Regions from separate parts of the Arachis hypogaea genome. Here region 2 is linked to region 1. The links are chromatin contacts, called in public Hi-C maps. All regions are on one chromosome and are shown on one strand. Each heading gives the region's core, a stretch centred on a gene start, on an enhancer-like site or on the middle of the called end of the contact. The rest is flanking DNA. Distances are from core to core; before and after follow the strand shown. Region 1 holds the start of LOC112719924 (DNA replication complex GINS protein PSF2). Region 2 has its middle 13 kb from the start of LOC112724013.

Region 1 (2,608 bases), core at 80-2,579:
GGAAAAAAGCTCGACGACTCTGGACCTGATGGGGAAGGAGAGGATAGAGGGAGGAGGTTGGATGCGGTAGTCGCAGATGGTGGAGGCTATGGTGGCTCGCGGTGGTGGTTCAGCCTTAGGCCAATGGAAAGAGCTACAATGCTTGAGGAAGGGAGAAAGAGAAAGGAAAATTGGGAGAGAAGGGTAATGGCTCCAATTGGAGGAACAATGGTGATGGTGGAAGGTGATGAAGCCCACGTGGAGGTGGTGGAACTGCCAGCTCAGCGCTCCGGCTGCTAAGTCACGCCGGAATTGGGTGGAGGGACCAGAATTTCGCACGGAGCTCAATCTGAAGGGTGCAATTAGAGCATTTCGAAACTCAGGGGTAACATTAGTGTACGGGCTCAATCTGAGGGACTATTATGGGGTTTTACTCCGCAACTTTGCCTAACTAGCTTTACAAGCAATCTGACTCTGCTCTCTAACCTCAACAGATGGGACCTTTGAATGAAAAATTTGAAGATAGGAAAATCTTAGCAATGGTGTCGTTTATGTTTTGGTAAGGTGCTGGATTTTTTCTCGAACCAAAAAGAAAAAAAAAATATTTGACTTCACTCGTACACCTTCCTAACTCATCCTGCTTCACCCTCAGATTCTGAACCACGCCACATTAAAAAACACCACTTCCATCTCAACTTGTGAGTGAAAAAATTGAAACTCATGTTGTAACCCGTCTTCACGGAGTAAATGTCATTTTCCTTGTTACTTCGTACAATTTTATCATCTTCTTGTCTGATTGGGGTTTATAGAATTGCTTGTTTAGTCTTGGGTTAAATATATTTTGAATGAGTTGTGCTTGTGCATTGCAGCCTCTATTTTCATTAATTAGCAAATAATGGTTAAATTAGTTCCTGAAGGATGAATTTTAAATCCGTCCACGAATGATTTTTTCAATCAAATTAGTTTCTGAAATATTTAAAATTAATCACGTTTGTTCTTCTGTCAATGGATTAACAGTTTTCGTTAACTTCCTGTTACTGATATGATGCTCGATATTTGCTTTGTGCAGGCCTCAAAATTTACGCATGACAAGAGAGCTACTAGCTGTAACTTGATTACTCTACGCATGACAATGGATTAATCACATTATTCTTTTTTTTTTCTTTGTAGGACAAGTGAAAAAATTCCTAATTTCCTATGCATAAAAAATAAAAAGATAGAGGGAAAGAGAATTCCCTTGGCAAATACCTCTTGTAGACTTAACAAAGTCTTGAGTCATGAATAAGACACAGTAGTCAAACACTCCTCTAATTATATCTAATCCATCGATCACAAAAGCTAATTTGCTTTGTAATCCTCCGGAGTAAGCTCGCAATCCCCACCTCATTATGTTCTTTAGAAAATGCATCAATTCATAAACAATAAGCACATTATCACTAATCAGTCTTCACCTTATGAAAGCGATCTGGTTATCACTTATGACTCTATACATAACAAACTGCATTCTATGTACTAGCACTTTAAAAATAATTTTATAGAACATAGAATCCAAGCTAATAGGTCTTATTTGAGTCATAATAAAAACACTAGTCACCTTATGAATCAAGCAAATGTGTGTGTGTGTCTGTGTGATTAAAGGATTTCGGCATATTACCTCCATTAAAGAAGCTTGTCACTGCTTGAATAATGTCCTCTTTGATCATGCTCCAGTAAAACTGATAAAACTTTGCAGTGAATTCATCTTCTCAAGGTGCAAAGAAAAGGTAAATGGAAAATTTGCTCTTCTATTCTCCTTCTCATTTGTCGGCCTTGTGAGAATTCAATTGGTGCTCTGGCTGACTTTTTGAGGAATTGTGCTAATTTTTTCACTCGGATCCCTCAGTTAGAGATGCAGAATAAATTCTGAAAGTACTCCTGAGCAATTCCTCCAATCCCTTTAGCGTTTGATGTAGTACCTCCACGACCATTTTCTAATTTTTCCAATCTGTTTTTCTGGTTTCCAATGAGTTTTAGAATGGAAAAACTGTGTGTTCATGTTTTTCCATTTCAACCATTGGACTCGTAATTTTGCTCTCCAAAATTGAACAAGTATTAGACCTGTAAAAAACCGGTTCGACCTGGCCGGTTTTTAGTAAACTCGGTGACCCGGCTGGTCATGTTTAATTGTTTATTATTTCAATCTCTCCCCTCAGGCCTCACCTCGTCACTCTCTCCCCTCACCTCGTCTCCGGTCCGTCACTTTTCTCTCGGTCTCGGACTCATCTCAGACTGAAGCTCGTCGTCACGGTCTCGCACTCTGTCGCGCCTTCCCTGCGCTCGCTTCGTCAGCGGCAGAAGCAGACGGAACCAGCATCTGGTCCCTCTGGCGGTGGTGGTGGTCGTCTTGTTTCGGCCGTTAGTTCAGTTGGTCAACTTCCTCCACCGTCAGTCCCAGGTGAGCTCTCTTCGATCCTGTTTTTTCAGACTTTCAGTGTCAATTTCAGTGTACCTTAGGGTTTCATAGTGAAATTAGAATTTTATGGTGATGGACTGGTGGTTGTTGTTGTTGTATGTGGTTTTTTAGAATTGTTGAAGCTGAATACTAGGGATTTGAAAATTATTATAGTTGAATTTGTTGTTGCAAATTATG
Region 2 (2,608 bases), core at 65-2,564, 70 kb after region 1:
GGTCAACCGTGGGGAGCTCTCGACTACTGGAAAGACTTCGGGGAGGAATCAAATAAGATAACATAAGATGAGAAGACATCACATCCAACTCAAAACCTTAAGGTACGTAGTAAATTAATGAATCTCTCATCTTATAAACTTCTTACTCTTCAAAAACTAATTTTATGCGTTCCTCACATTTACAACACTAACAGTGCCTAATTTCTTTATGTTAGATGCTTAGGAGTAGGAAGGTCTTGAAGGGTGGAGTGTGGAGGCGCCAAAGCATCATGGCTTAGGGAGGTTACATAGGAATAATGGACGGATTTTTTCATTTCTTTTTAATTATTGGTTAAGTGTGAATTTTTATTGTATATTTTTTTTAAGTTGAACAAAAAAAAATATATGAAAATATATTAAATGGTATAAAATCATATTTAACAAAATAAATAAAGAAAAAAATTAAAAAAATTTCACTTTCATGCAATAAGTGCTGAGTCAACAAAGTGGAAAAAAAGCATTGGAAGTCTTTTTTTTATTTTGTGGTCATTTATTTTACTTTTTAACAGAAATAAAAATAGCCGCTCTTATATTTTTTGGTAATTAGATATTAGTCATCTTATACTTTGTTGCTAAAAGGTTTTAGTGACAATTATACTATTTTCGGTAAAAATATTTTTAATTATCGCAAAAAGTATATATAATTACCATTATAACATATAAAAATAACGGCAGATATATAATTGTTGCAAAAACATAAATTAAATAAGATATACAGTGATCGTTATGTTATTACCATTAAAATTTTGTCGGTAAAAATAACTTTTATTGCAGTTATGTATTATATTAAATAATTTAATTAAGTATATCAAATTATCTAATAATTTTTAATTATTATTTTATATAAAATATTTTTACGTGATTAATCACCTTAATTTACTCCAAAACACCATCCTAATTGGAGTATTTAATCACCTTAACATCCATGACTGACCTTGGAATATTTAATCAATTAGATATTAAAAAAAGTAGTATGAAAATAAATATTATAGGAAACACCACAAAGCGTTTGATTTTATTTAATGCTACAATGAAGTTTTTAGATAAAAGTTTTTTTTTTCCTTGTGTAATATATAGTTTTTGGTCGGTCTTTTGTGTGTCATCTAATGAGATCTATTCTATAATATATTTTTTTGGACTTGGATAATGTTTTTCTTTTATAGGTGAATATTTGTCGTATGTTTTGGACCTTAGTCAAGTTTTTCGTTAGGCCCAAAAGATAGTGCTAGATCACAGAATGAAGCAGAAACCTGCGACCCAATGGCTATTGACTGAATAAGGAGTTAGCAAAGCCACTATTAATTTTCCTTCACAAACCAACTTGGTTACTCGAGTGCACTAGAGATATTGTGAAAAAAAAAAAAAAAACCTTCACATATTGAGAATTCGAATTTTATTTATAATGATTAGTTTTTAGTCTGTCGGACTAGAGATACTGTGAAAAAAATCCTTCACATAATTAAGTTGAGTTGGTCTAATGGTTAGTTTACTAATCTTAAACAAATGTGAGAGTTTGAAAAATTCCCAAAAAAAAAAAAGGGGATCCCTTCACATGATTATGGAGCTAATTAGTAGCTTCTCTACTGATGAGACTTATCTTTAAGTTTGATGTTGATATAATGCTAAATTGGTAGATTATTCTGAAATAGCATCCTATTTTAGAAATTATTTTTTGTTAAAATTTCAGGTTATTTTTTATGGTATACTTCTGTTTCATGGAAGCTAGCTTAACAGTTCTATATCAAGGTTGAATATTTTACGTTAGTTGACTTTGAATTCTACTTAAATAGTTTATTGCTCTCTGGAAATAGGATAATGCAAAAATTTGGTCCTTTTCGTGGGAACTCTCCTCAGATAATTCTAGCTAATATTTATTGATTGATTTATTAATTTACTTATTTTATGTTTGTTGAATTTTGTCTCGATTTATAGTATACACAGATACGGATAATCAGATAATCAGAATATAACTGATTGACTCGATCCAAGTTAATTAATCTAGTATTTATTGGATACTTGGATAAAATTCAGTAAAACCTAACTTTAATCGGTTTAAGTATTAGATTCATGGTTACAAATCTAAATCCACCCGATTAGATTAGATTGTATAATATAATATATAATATACATTAAGATATGTCAAATTGTGAATATTAAATGATATTTATTTAAGTACGAATTTGATGATGTATTATAATTTGTAATGATTTATTTTCTCTTTTTTTTACTATTACAATTTATCGAATTTTTTCTCATTTTATTCTTTTTTTTTAATTTAATTTTTAAGTAAATACTCAATTATCCAAATAGCTTCGATCTGAATTCAATCCGTTCAAATTAGTTGTTTGAGGGCACTCATCTTTAAAAAAAAAAAAAAAAAAAAAAAAAAACTCTTACTTAATCCAAACTAAACCGATTAAATTTTATTGGTTCCATTCTTTTTCTGCTCCAATAAATTTAAACCAATCTGATATGTGTACTCCCCTAATTTATATGGTAATTAAAATGCTTCCCACCAAGAAAAGGGAAATAATAAAATACGTTAATAAATAATAAGTTGATTAATTAG

Evidence for each region. Hi-C and Micro-C count contacts between places; a contact is called where the count stands out from the background.
Region 2: a contact with region 1 is called in a Hi-C map of an unstated tissue, with 3 times the contacts expected there. The contact joins the enhancer-like site here to the promoter of LOC112719924 in region 1. A contact is called at or near these places in 3 of 8 Hi-C or Micro-C datasets (leaf and an unstated tissue).

What each region holds. Positions count from the first base shown.
Region 1 is chr11:3,530,486-3,533,093 of arahy.Tifrunner.gnm2.J5K5, forward strand. LOC112719924 (DNA replication complex GINS protein PSF2) reads left to right here and starts at 1,330. Exons shown (of 10, transcript XM_025770663.2): 1 at 1,330-1,742; 2 at 2,172-2,413.
Region 2 is chr11:3,600,192-3,602,799 of arahy.Tifrunner.gnm2.J5K5, forward strand. No RefSeq gene overlaps it. Among protein-coding and RNA genes, the nearest start is that of LOC112724013, 13 kb to the left of the region's middle. Within about 2 kb of position 1,315, at least 2 of the 3 cell types and tissues checked have open chromatin away from gene starts, as enhancers often do.